2 separate regions of the Capsicum annuum genome follow, and region 2 is linked to region 1. A link is a contact called in public Hi-C data. All regions are on one chromosome and are shown on one strand. Each heading gives the region's core, a stretch centred on a gene start, on an enhancer-like site or on the middle of the called end of the contact. The rest is flanking DNA. Distances are from core to core; before and after follow the strand shown. Region 1 has its middle 7.8 kb from the start of LOC124885510. Region 2 has its middle 73 kb from the start of LOC124885728.

Region 1 (7,240 bases), core at 3,253-5,752:
AATTTATCCTCAGTTAAATATAGTATAAGAAAAATTACAGAAAATAGCATACTTGAAACTATAATTACAATAAATAAAAACACTTTTGTAAAATTATAGTTTATAACAAGAGTAGCATTATTGTACTCATTAACTAGACAAGTGCATGTTTTACTCTCACTACTTTACGTTATCATATTTTCACTCCACTATTTCACCTCCCCAAAATATAGCCATATCTTTTACCCTTTTTTTTCATCTTATTTTTTTATTTTATTTTTATTTTTATATTTTCACTTTATTTTCTCTCCTCTATTTCTCTTCTTTTTAATTTTTTTCATTCTTTTATGTTTTATTTTTTGTTTTCTTTTTTTTATTTTTACATTTGAAGATAATTATCTCCATGATCTTCAAGATTGCAAAATAAAACATCATACTGTCTTTTACTCTCTTATATCTCTACTTTTTTTTTCTTATTAGTTTTTTTCATCTTATTTTTTATCATTTTATTTTTTATTTTGATTTCTTTTTCTTTTTCATTTTTTCTTTCCACTTTATTTTCTCTCTTCTATTCCTTTTTTTTTTTTTTTTTTTTTGTTTTTTTTTTTTCCCTTTCTCATGTCTTTCTTTTCTTTTTTTATTTTCGTTTTCTTCATCTTTTTTCTATTTTATTTTGTTTCTTTTTTCTTTTATTTTTACACTTTTATTTCTCTTTCTTCCTTTTTTTTCCTTTTCACTTATCTTTTTTTCGTTTTTTTTATGTTTTTGTTTTTTTTAATTTTTTTACTCTTCTATCTTTAACTTTTATTTTTGAAAAGACAAATATGTATATCGCATACACATGTTCAAAAAACATACAAAATACATAGCCATACAGATCTGGATATGTATTTACAGTACAAAACATACATATGTATTTACGAAATACATATCATATTCATATTAAATAGTAACAAACATAACTATACTATATATCTTCATACGTATTTGCAAATACAAAGGTGACTCATATAAAATAAGAATATACATATGGATCAGGCATGTATTCTGTAAAATACATATGCAGAGCTATATTTATTTTATACGGTGTTGGATTTGTCTTTGAACTTTACATACTATGTCATTTTAGAGGATAACATATGTACTTATTTATTTTCTTTTACTGTTTTAAGATATGCATATGTATTTTTTTATTACCTATATGTATATGTATATAATTGTCATTTTTGTTAAAGAGATTTTGTGTCCTATATGTTTATATTTACATGTGAGTCAGATATGTATTTCTGTAAACAGGTATGCAGATATATATGTTTGTTTTTTACCGTAAATACATATGCAGATCTGTATGTCTATTTATTTTGTATATTTTTTGAATATATATATGATATAGATATTTGTCTTTTAAAAATAAAAGATAGATATAGAAGAGTAAAAAAAAATAATAATTAAAAAGAAAAATAAAATTCAAAAAAAAAGAAGTGAAAAGGGAAAAAAGAAAAAAAAATAGAAACTAGAAATAGAAGTGTAAAAATAAAAGTGAAAAAAATATAAGAAAAGGAAAAAAACGAAAAAAGAAAAAATAAATTAAAAAAAAGGAAAAAAGAGAAGTAGAAGAGAGAAAATAAAGTAGAAAGAAAAAAAATGAAAAAGAAAAAGAAATTAAAATTAAAAAAAAAATATTTGAAAAATAAAAAAACTAACAAGAAAAAATAGTTAGAGATATAAGAGAATGATATTTTAAAATTTTAAAGATCATGGAAATAATAATCTTCACATTTGAGTTTGATTTGGAAAAAGAATCTACTAATTTTAATAAGAGTAATTTATGGGAATTTAATTAGATGGATAACTATTCCTTATTTAACTCAACTAATTTGAGTAAAACAAGGTCAGTAAATCATGTTGTATATGTATTTGCATATCAACAGTTTATTTAAATACAAAATATAATTTGCTATTTTTCGTAATTATAAAATTATTGCTATAAAAGTTACAATTAAGGCTCTATAGTTACCATTTCTGAAATTTTCCCAGTATACTAGTTCCACCCAGGCCCGTGCTAAGCCCAGGCCTAAATTCAGAATAGAAAAATAAAATATTACAATTTATATCATATTTTTATCTTATAGTTAATCTTATTTAATGAAATATTAAACATGAATTTTTGATAAGTATTCATAACTATTTAAGTTCATAATCATATAATTGGATAATTTAAATTAGAATATTATTTTTGAGAAATAAATATATTGTCAGAGAATTAGACATATAAATAATTCTTGAAGATAAATAATTTTTGAAGATAAGTATATAAATAATTATGATTCGAAAAAAATAATAAATAAAAAAATATGGCACTTTTATGAATTTGTTAGTATAGATAAAATAAATTTATTTTGATGAAAAATCTTTTTTTTCTTCTTGTAGAATTATTTAATACAACAAATATTTCTATGACTTCTAGTTTATATTAAAATAATTACAATATTAGTTTAGAGCCTTACCACAAATTAACTTAACAATGATGAACAAGGACATTAAATAGTAATTGAATTACAATAATACATTACTCATTTACTTGTCATATTTATTTTCTTACACGCCCTTTAAAGAATAGGTTTTTCGTCCCATTTTAATTATTAATTTACTTTTTAGTGTCCACTAAGAAAAATAATAAATATAAGATATTATTTATTAAGTTGCCCTATTTAGTACTTATATTTTTCTAAAATAAATTAAATAATTTTCTTAAAAGATTTCAACGGTGTAGTAAAAAATTATTGCCAACTTTAATTTCGTATTAAAAGTTATTTTGGCATAATTTTCTTCAAGTTAAAGTAATTATTTTTAATAAATAAAAGAAATAATTAAAAGGCAATCCAATAAATAACAAAAAGAAATCAATTACAAAAGATCAAGTGGAGATGGTCTTAACAGAAAAAGGAGAGGGTAAAAATGAAAATATAAAAAAAAATGTAACCATCAATACACTACAAATTTGACATGTGTAGCAACTTTGTTTTATAAAAAAAAGTAAAATGTCTAAAACGTCCTTGTGAGGATTACAAAAATTATGATTCTACCTTATATATATATATATATATATATATATATATATATATATATATATATATCATGATACAAATATAATTTGGGTATCAAATCTTATACTATTTTAAAAATATTTTAAATTACTAATTATTGTTATTTATAGTCTCTTTGTTTAAAAAAGAATGACTTACTTTTTTTTTTAGTTTGTTTCTAAAAGAATCACCCCTTTCCTTTTTTTGGTAATTTTTTAATTTCAATTTCCCACAAAATACATGTTTAGAACCACAAGATTAAAAGACATTTTGGTATATTTGACACAACTTTAATTTAAGGTCACAAGATTTGAAAGATTTCTTTATTTTAATTAAATTTTGTATCAAGTCAAAGTAGGTCGTTCTTTTAAAAAAGAATGGAGCAATATTTTTTAACGTAAAAAATTAAGTAATTTATGTTGCTCCATCTATCTCTATTTAGATGGTACAAATAAAATTTAGAAAGTATATTAAATTTTTATATATTTTTTTAGATCGTTTAAATTATTAATTATTGTGATGTGCATATATTAGTTGTTTATTCCTTTTCTGTCATTTTATTTTGACTTTTAATTTTTCATAACTATTTGTATGTCCTCCTATTTAAGTTAAATTTTCACAAAAAAAAAATCTAAACGTAGATCCTTAAATCGTTAAATATAACATTAATTTAGTTTCAACTTGTATTTAAAAATATGTCTAATTTTAACTTTTATAAAGCGTGTTTAGATTAAATTTAAATACTATACAATTTTTAAAAGTAGTTTCATATTTCTCTCTGTCTTGAGTCGGGGGTCTATCGAAAACAACCTCTCTACTTTTTTAGAGGTAGTGGTATGGACTACATACACTCTATTCTATCCAGACCGCACGATTTGAAAATATACTGAATTTGTTGTTGTTGTAGTTCCATATTTCTCTCTGTCCAAAAATGCCAACACGGCAACACATTAAGGAAAAAATCCTTATTGATTTTTACTTTTTTTCACGAGGTTTCGGTCGTAGTTGCTATTTATTTTTGTTCTGTCATTTTATTTTATACTTTTAATTTTTACTATTGCATGTCCTCTTATGTAAGTTAAATAGTCACGAAAAAGAATTTAAATTTTATATATTAAGTGTAAAAAATATTATTTATTATTAGATAAATTTAATTTGCTATTGCAGGTTATTCAATTTTTATGTAAAAACTTTAGTAATTATTAATAACAAATTAAATTTATCTGATAGTGTAAAATTTTGTTTGTCGATTAAACACCACAAAAAATCTAAAAGAAGATCTTAAATCCTTAAAATATATATGTGGGTCCCATGAGAAATGATTTGTCTCATGAACGGCTTCAATTTCATCCACGTAGCACAATCATGCTGGGATAAGCATAGGGATAATTTGGTGAAGGTTGCACAAATAATTATGGTGTAGCTATAATAAAATTTCTTCTACGGGTCAATCGCTGTTCTTCAATTTTAACACATTCACCCAAATGCCCTACTGGCCCATATAGGCCCATACAGCAAAAGGTGGGATACACACGATAATTAAGTGAGTCTTTTTGAGTTTTTCATGCAACTCATACAAACACAAGTAGCATCGAAAAATATATAAAATGATAAAATTAACCTCACTAAAATTGTAATTACATCCGAGTCCGACACATATGTTGATCGGATACCTGCTCTAGAAGGTTAACTCCCCTTATAAATAATTAAGTACGGCCCGGCAAGCCGTTGCACCTTTTGTATTTAGTATCCTTCAGTTTCTTACTTTTTGACTTCTCACACTTGTATCTCTCTCCTTTTTTTTTTTTCCTCTCTAACGTACATGCAAATTATGCTAGTACATTAGTGTAGAAGAATACACTCTCTTGGTGCATTTTAATATTAAATTAAAATATTAAGATACCTAATTGTATTATTTTTTATTTATATTAAATGTCTATATTTATGATTGCATTATGTGTCATTATCTATATTAATTTATGGTAGAATATGGCCTTAGATGACTTGATTGTTGGATGGACTTGGTCATCTACATTCATATAACCTAAATGATCATTCGTTCTTGAAGAGAAGTATCAAGTACCCCTAAACTTGCACGTTTTATTTATGATATATTTAAACTTTGAGTTGTCCTAAGTATCTTCCAAACTTGTTGTTTTATTATATCGCATGACCTTTTTTTACCGACATAGCAAAATGTTTGATTTCAAACTCCATCACGCGGGTGATGGAGTTATTTTTTTTGCCAAATCAACATTTTCAACGGTAAAAAAAATTATTTTCGTTAATTTTTTCAAAAACTTCAATTATTCCTCTTCCTATTTATTATCCCTCTTCCTCCATCACTTCTAATATAAAAATAAATTTCATTCTATCGCTTCTACTTCATCTACTTATTTCTAACTCCATGAATTATAATAGGAGACTTGTTTGTGCATGTGGTTTTCTCCAATTGCGAGAATTTCATGGTCGGATGACAATCTCGGACGTAGATTCCTCGATTGTATGCATTATGGTGTATGTAATTTTTATATTCTCTTTTTTTTTTTTTTATGTTTTGTAACAAGTAAATTTTATAACTTTCTTTTATATGAATTGCAGTCTCTATTTCGCATTAGTTGTAACTTTTTTGATTGGTATGATCCAAAATTTTCACATGAAGTTAATATTGTGATCTTGGGTTTGTTGAAGAAGACCAACAAACAACAAAAAGAGTTCAAAGGCAAAAGGATGTTAAAGCTAATTCTGTGCATTAGTTTGATATGTAATGTGATGATGTTCATTTACGTTTTGTGTCATTGAATTAAAAATTGATGTTGGCGTATGTAATGGTGCATTAGTTTGATAAGATGGTGTATTTTGACGGATATAGTTATATTTATTTGTTGATTAAAGAAATATATTTGTAGTTATACTTCTAATATTTCTTGGTTATTGTTGGCTTCTCTGTAAGAAAATGATAACTTCTAATATTTATAGTTATATTGGTTATCGATTTTTAGTCCCTAACGATTTGATTTTTGATTTAACCGATAAGAAAGTACTCATAAAATAGAAAAAGTAGTAACTAACATGAAAAGAAACCGAATCTTAGTTGCAACCAAAATCCTACTTATATATTTGTATATATATGGGATGTAAAATAATAATTTAGTATCATCTTATTGGGTTATCGGTTTACCCAATAACTCAATTAAAAAAAATCAAAATTGAATCAATAACCCAATAATTTTTTTTATAAAATTATTAAAAAATCTTTAACCCAATAACGATAAATCAATAACATTTTTATCGGTTCAATTTTTGTACACCCCTAACTTAAATTGAGATTTCTTACTCCCTTAACTATAATAAGAAACGTATTTGTGCATGTGAGTCTCCTCAAAATTCTAATCAGAACATGAATCAAAAACTACTATGAAACGCTAACCGAAAAAATAATTTCATATTTTTAACACACACAAAATATATAATTTTTTTAGATAATAGCGTACGTGATCGACGAAAATTCATCTTTCACTATTTTAGAGTAGAGAAAAACTGAAAAATATAATCTTTTTATAAAGAAATTGGATAATTAAGGGTAGAAGTGAGTTATTTTTTGATATAAGATAAAATAAGGAAAGTGGAAGGTATTTATCCACGTGGACAAACACATAAGCATTTTTTTCTATGTGTGTGTGTGTGTTTTACACTCTGTGGTATGTGGATCGAAAAGGGTCACGCGACATACTAAAATAACAAGTTCGTGAGGGGGAGGGAAGGGGTACTTAAGACGATTTAAAGTTCAGGTGTATCATGAATAAAACGTGACAAGTTAGGGGGTAATTGATACTTCTCTCATAGTTCTTGTAACATCTCACTTATTATTCACTCATTATTTTACCTCTTTATGTCATGTAACTTATGTAACAACTAAACATTCATCTTCCTCGCTTAATATTCACTACTCCCTCATTAACTAGATGGAAGAATACTACACCAATATAAATGGTGTTTTCTTTCTTTGTTCAAGAACATATGAAAAGAGATGGGTTGTAGTATATTGTGAGACATGAGAATAAAGGTAAGTGTGGATATTTTGTAATGTGTAGTAGTGAAAGAAAGAGTCGAGACATAAAAAATATTCTATGTACCTTCAACTATATTCACTATACAAAAAAGAGTAATTATAT
Region 2 (7,240 bases), core at 2,741-5,240, 110 kb after region 1:
TAATTTTATTTTTATTTTTAAATAATTTTATAATTATTTTTAATAATTTATTTTTTTTAAATTTTAATAATTTCTTTTTAATAATCAGTTTTTTTTAAAAATAACTTTATAATTATTTTTTAATATATTGGACCCACAATGCCATGTGCCATCTTCCAATTGGTCGTTTTTGTCATGTCAGCGCGTGTGTGCAACACACAATTGAGCCTTTAGCTGATTGGGAAAAAATGCCTAATTGAAACAAAATTTGGGAGTTTAGGGGCTTGATAGATACAAGCCTTAATTTAGAGGGCTAAGTGAATTTTCGAAATAAGTTTGAGATTCTATCGATGGGTTTGACCTTAATTAATTGAACACAAAAATTTAAAAAGAAATTCTTCTGAATTTTATGACATGAAATAGTCATATATACAAATTGTAGTGTTAAGGGCACATTGAATATTTTATTTTATTTTTTTAAGACTTAAGTCATTGACGACTCTTTAAAGTTGTCCGCATAATTTGTTTACACACCTCAATCAAAATTTGAACATATTAGACATTCCATTTTAAAAAATATGCTGATATAGCACAATATGTGAAATACACTTTCTATTGAGTGTTTGAATTAATATTATCAAAAAATTCAAAATATTCCTTTCTTCTTCTTGATATTTTTCTTTTTTTTTTTTTTTTAAAGAAAAACTTTCCCATCCTTCTTCCTTCAACAAAGCAATAAAACTTTTCCGCCCTTCTTCTTTCAACAATGTTCACCACCATTTTTGTCCCCCTTAACCTCAATCGGTCCAGAATTTTTCGATCCAATAACCACCACACGAATTTTTTTTTAAATAAAATAAAAAAACATTTAAAAAATATCAATTTTTCAATACAAGTCTACAAAATTACCCATCAACTTTTTTATTCATATTACGATGTAAAGTATCACATTGTTCATCATGAAGAGTATTATTACAAAATTTGATTAAGAAAATGTTAAAGAAATTACTGATGAAAAGAAAGAAAATGAAAATAAGAGGAAAAGTCTGATGGATTTGTGGGTGTCAACGGTGGTGGTATTGGAAGGAGGAGGAGGATTGTTTGGAGGGTGGGGGGAGTTACTGGGGGAGGGGATTGTAAAACATTAGATTTTACTTTTTTTTTTTTTTGCTGATTTTGTTTCAGAATTAGTTACATAGATTTTAAAATATTTAAAATATATATATATTTTTTTATACTCAAAAATTACTTTTTATAATTATTTCGGGTCTAAATGTCATTTGGCTTTATTTAATTTGTTGCTTTTTCCATTCTCTTTTGCTGTGTACTTCTACACATACTTTAGTTTTTGACTACTTGTCAGAAAAATATTTAATAGGCACATATTTATTAACATTGGAGTGTTTAATAGGTATAAGTCCTAATCGAGATACTTAAGGCCTCATTTGTTTGCACTTAATGGAGGTTTGAATCTGAATGATTTAGGCTTCACACCATTAAATGCATTTGGTTTTCATTAAGATTTTAAATCTTTGTAGGTCTGAATATGTTTTAATCATTCAGATTTGGAATTAAGTCTTAATCACTAAGAAGTATTTTTGTATTGGATCATATTCACCACCACTCTATCCATAATTATCAGTCACCATCACTAATCATGTCTGCCACCACCACTACTGTCAACCACCACCTTGCCACCAACCACCACCAACCACATCACATTCACCATTCACAATCATAATTGTCACTAACCATTATTTTCAACCGCTACCATATCTACACCTCCATTGATTTAATTATATCCACAGCTATCACCACCGTCAACGCCAATGCCAACACCACCACTATCATCAACCACTATCGGCCAATCCCAACTACTAACCAACTCATTTATCACAACTAGCATCACCGCTAGCTACCACTAACACATCATCAACATCCACACATTCTTCGATCACTACCACCATTGTTATCAGTGTTGTCATCTCTACCACAATTTCAACCACCATCATTGCTACAATATGTCTCTACTAATAATCATCTCCACCATCACAACAAATAACATCTCCAACTACCACCAATACACTGCCAACCATCATACATTCATTTTTAAGCTATTATAATCAACACCCCCAACTACTAACATCAGCTAACGTCACACTAATACTACCATCACTGCCAATCGACACCATCATAACAATCACTACAATACCAAACATCTCTATCATCACAACTATCACCACCAGTATTACTAATCATGAACATCAATCATTACCACCACCACCATCATTACAAACTATCTCCGTTATCACTAACTAATATGATTTTTTTTCAATCAAATAATAATTTATCGTATTAAATCAAATATTTTTCTAATACATAATTATTTTTTATTGAAATTATATTTTTTTTATTATATATGTAAATAAATAATTTTTGCATATTCAGATATTGAAAAATAAATGGTCTTAACCGTTCAGATTTCCGATCTGAAGACAACATCTTAATCATTCAGATATGCATTTAGATTCAGACGTCTGAATCTTAATTAAAACAAATACAACCTAAGTCAATTATGCGGATAATTTTAAGAAATTGTCGATGACTTAAGCATTCTTTTAAACATACAAAAGATATTATTTTTAGGACAAATTTTTAAAAAGCAATTCACATAAATAAAGACAGATGAAGTATATTTGTTTACAAAGATTATATTAATTTTATTTATTATTGATAATTAATTATTATTATTTTTAATGTGATTTAATGGTATGAAAATCTTTTTACATTATTACTCTTTAAAAGTTTTCATATCGAGCCTTTTATTAATCGGGTGTGAGCGTCCTGAAGGGACAATAACGGATCTCAATGTTGATATTTGTGATCGATTATACTGATTTTGGTTTGTTTTCTTCAAAAAGTTAAAATATCTTCAAAGATCGTTACGTAATTATTGTTCTTATGGCCATATTATTAGGTGCTTATGCCAAGTGTGTTGACTTGCATGTGCATGAACAAATGCTTTTCTTAGGGGAGGCACCGGGACGGATCCACATGTAATTTTGGGGTGTTCTGACACCTACTAAACTCGACGTAGATTAGGTATAATTATATAAAAAATATAGAATAAATGATATAATTTATTAAAAAGCACCCAGATAATAAACATATGGTTGGGTGCAGTGGCTTGAGGATGTGACTCCCATGTTCAACTTTCTGGGTTTGAATCCCTACAGCTACATACTATTTTTTATAAATTTTTTTGACCACCCCACAACCTTGGATTCCTGGGTCTGCCACGAAGTAAGCAGAGTATATGCGTAAACATATTTTAATATAATTTTTAGTCTAAAGTTTGGAGTTTGAGTAATATCACCTTCTCCATGCAAACTTAATTAAATACACTTTAATTTTACGCTTAGACGCGATCTATTTCTTCGTATTCACATGTGCCCCCATGGATTTAATTTTGAGATAATAGGCATTAATATTTCAAATAGTTTTTACACTATTAGTGAATTTATTATTTGATAATACTCTTATCATTTTTCATTTTTATCAAGTGCTTATCTGATGTTTATTTCAAATTATTTTATAAACAACTTGATTGTTATAAATTATTCTTGCACAATGAATTCATGTAACTTGAAAAATCATATGTTATATCCTCTCTTCTTTCATTTCAATACGACTATATTTTGTAAAATTCCAGATTCCGACTCAGGCAGAGTAATGAGTATATTCATGTGTCTTTTTTTTTTTTTTTTTTTTCACCCTTATAACTTTACTTCTTTAAAGTATGCGGAAAAGTTAGCTATTAGCTGTAACTTGGTACATATATATTCGATCGCGTGCACGATCTAGTCTAAATTGTTCCACAACTAGTAAAATAGATTACACACATGATTTGATAGTAACATGTAAAAAGTTCGTGACCAGCCATAGTGGAAGAAGGGTACAACAATATGTAACCTATTCTAGCTTATTATTAGTGACAAAGGATAAAGGGGTTATCGCTCACCTCACTTAAAAGGAGATTTAGGTATCTCCTTTAGTGGCCCATGAGCCCAATCCACATCAAATTGTGCAGCTGGCAACTAACATCCTACAATTTTCATCAACCTAACAATTTGTAATTGTCATCGAATCCTTAATGGGATATCAATCTGTGTTTCACTTTCATTATCCTGCAGCATAAGAAGTGACCTTTTCTTTCCTCTCCTCAATCCATCCAATTATTAGTGGAGTACCTTTTATTTTTATGAAATTTGTAGAATATATATAGCTAGCAGTAGGCGGATGGTTTTGTGATGTCATTATTAATCGGACCAGTGAATTTAAGATACCAAATTTCTAAAGGAAAAAAGTATTATAAACAAATGTAATGAAATGATTGAGATTCTTTAACTTTAATCAGGAATTTTGAGATGGAGCCGTCTGAATAATTTGCCAAAGAGGAAAAACGGTTTCGTCATTGTGACACTAGTGTTGGGAAAGGCAAGGGCACTATTAAAATGCCTGACAGGGTAGCAACGGAAGAATACGCAAGTCTAAACTTTCCCTTTCAACTTGAACCAAGAGGAAACAAATAAACCCAAGCAAAATAATGATAATAGGCAGCAAATATATCAACCACACAAATACGACAAGATAAAAATAAAGGCAACCACACGAGACACCAAATTTATGTGAAAAAGTCTTCGGTGTAAAGAATAAAAAGTCACAGTACCAAACTTCCACTATAATCACCAAGAGTTACGATGTTGTTCTCCAAGATTGGCCACAAAATAGGTGTCAAACAACGAGCAACAAGATAGCACCAAACTAGAGAATAAAAAGGAGCACAAACATAAAAAAATGCAGCTACTGTTCGAAAATAAAGAACAGAAGCTACAGACCACTAAATCTACCTCCGTTAGTTCCTAATCAAAGATTGAGATGAGAGAAATAAGCTGTCCAAAAATCAGCTCAATCAAACAAGAAACGAAGTGGGAATCACAATTTGAAGTTGACAGCTATGACTGAAAATTTAAGCGAAAATCAGCTTTGTTTTTCTCTCTTTGGTTGCTGAAAAATCTCTTTGTGGATGGTGAAATAAGACTTTACAAGATTTGTATATATGCCCCATAGTAATGGGCTTATGAAAAAAGTGATTGGTCCAAATTGGGCTTTATATATCCACATAGGAAGGGAAAAAACCCATATCCCAACAAATCTCCCCCTCCCGATTATGTGGAGGAGACCGCCATTCCGGCGATATAATATTACAATCTTCAAACATCCCTTTTGACAAAGCATTAGTCATCATGTCGGAACTATTATCATCGATATGAATCTTCTCAAGTTCAAGCAATTTAGAATCCAATACATCCCAAATCCAATGGTATCTCACATCAATATGTTTAGACCGATCATGAAATGTAGAATTCTTTCCAAGATGTATAGCATTTTGACTGTCGCAATAAAGCACATTACTCTCTTGAGAAACACCAAGTTCCCTTAAAAATTTCTTCATCCAAAGCAATTCTTTACAAGCTTCTACGGCAACAATAAGCTCAGCTTTTGTAGTAAATAGAGCAACACATTTTTGCAACCTAGATTGCCAAGAGACAACTCCCCTGCAAAAGTAACCAAATACCCTAAAGTAGACTTGCGAGTATCAATATCACCAACCATGTCTGAATTAGTATAACCACAAAGAATAGGCTTCCCTGTACCAAAATACAAACTTAGATTAAAAGTGCCACAAAAATATCTCATAATCTACTTCACAGCATACCAATGTTCTCTTTCCAGATTAGAAAGAAAATGGCTAGCAATACCAACAACATGAGCAATATTCGGTCTTGTACAAACCATTGCATACATCAAACTACCAATAAATCATAAGGAATTTTCTTCATATTTTTCTTCTCATCATCACTAGAAGGACATTGCTTCGTGCTCAATTTGAAGTGCATATCTAAAGGTGTACTGATAACCTTAGCCTTATCCATGTTAAACCTTTGAAGTACTTTTCGAATGTACTAGCCTTTCAATCGGCATGCGAAGAATCTGTCTTGCTGATCCTAAGTCTTTCATAGAAAAAGACTTACTTGACTCTTGCTTCAACTTTTGAATCCTGCAAGCATTATGACCAACAACAAATATGTCATCAACATAAAGCAACACAATAATAAAGTCACCATCGGAGAATTTTCGCACAAAAAAAAGGTCTGAAGTAGTCTTCTTGAAGCCCTGCTGAGTTATAAGGGAACCAAACTTCTTGTACTACTACCTGGGAGCTTATTTCAAATAATACAAGCTCTTCTTCAATTTAAAAACATAATTCTCTTTTCCCTTGACTTTAAAACCTTTAGGCTGCTCCATATAAATTTCTTCATCTAAGTCACCATGGAGTAAAATAGTTTTAATATCTATTTGCTCAACCTCTAAATCTAGACTTGCAGCTAAGCCTACAACCACACGAATGGATGACATCTTCATAACTAGAGAAAATATCTCATCAAAATCAACTTTATTTTTCTGGTTAAATCCCTTCACAACCAATCTAGCCTTGTACCGTCGAACTGGGTTGCCATCTTCAAGTTTCACCCAAAAAATCCACCTATTTTTTGAAGTTTTTCTGTCTTTAGGCAGCTTAACCAAATCAAAAGTATAATTATAATGCAAAGATTTAATCTCATCTTTCATAGCATCAAAGCATTTGTTTTTCTTCACTTTTGATGGCCTTATTAAGACTCTCAGGTTCTCCCCCATCAGTCAAGAGTACATACTCACTGGGAGAATAGCGAGATGAAGGTATTATCTCTCTAGTAGATCGTCTGAGAGAAATCATTAGAGCATCAATAACTGATTGCTGATTAACCATATTAACTTACACTGGAGCATCAACAACATCATGCTGGTCATTTTGAACATGATCATCATCTTCATTATCAACTTGGTTTTCATCATCATGAAAATTTTCTTCAGGAGCAGTAGTCGAAGGAACTAGATCAACATCAACTAGTCTCTCACTACTCTGAAAATCAATCTTCTCAGCTTTGTCAAAATTTTCAATTGTTTGGTCTTTAAAGAATACAACATCATGACTTCTAACATGTTTTTTCTCAACTAGACCACAAAAACAATAGCCAAATTCATCTTGACCTTAACTAATGAAGATAAACTGCCTAGTTTTAACATTCAACTTTGGCATTTCATCCTTAGGAACATGCACAAAGGCATTAAAACCAGAAATTCTAAGATGATAATAAAA

The links. Hi-C and Micro-C count contacts between places; a contact is called where the count stands out from the background.
Region 2: a Hi-C map of placenta shows a contact between it and region 1, with 2.0 times the contacts expected there. The contact joins two enhancer-like sites. A contact is called at or near these places in 3 of 5 Hi-C or Micro-C datasets (bud, leaf and placenta).

What each region holds. Positions count from the first base shown.
Region 1 is chr7:62,172,954-62,180,193 of UCD10Xv1.1, forward strand. No RefSeq gene overlaps it. Among protein-coding and RNA genes, the nearest start is that of LOC124885510, 7.8 kb to the left of the region's middle. Within about 2 kb of position 4,503, at least 2 of the 5 cell types and tissues checked have an H3K27ac peak or open chromatin away from gene starts, as enhancers often do. A contact at or near this core is called in leaf, where this site is marked.
Region 2 is chr7:62,287,036-62,294,275 of UCD10Xv1.1, forward strand. No RefSeq gene overlaps it. Among protein-coding and RNA genes, the nearest start is that of LOC124885728, 73 kb to the left of the region's middle. Within about 2 kb of position 3,991, at least 5 of the 5 cell types and tissues checked have an H3K27ac peak or open chromatin away from gene starts, as enhancers often do. A contact at or near this core is called in leaf, where this site is marked.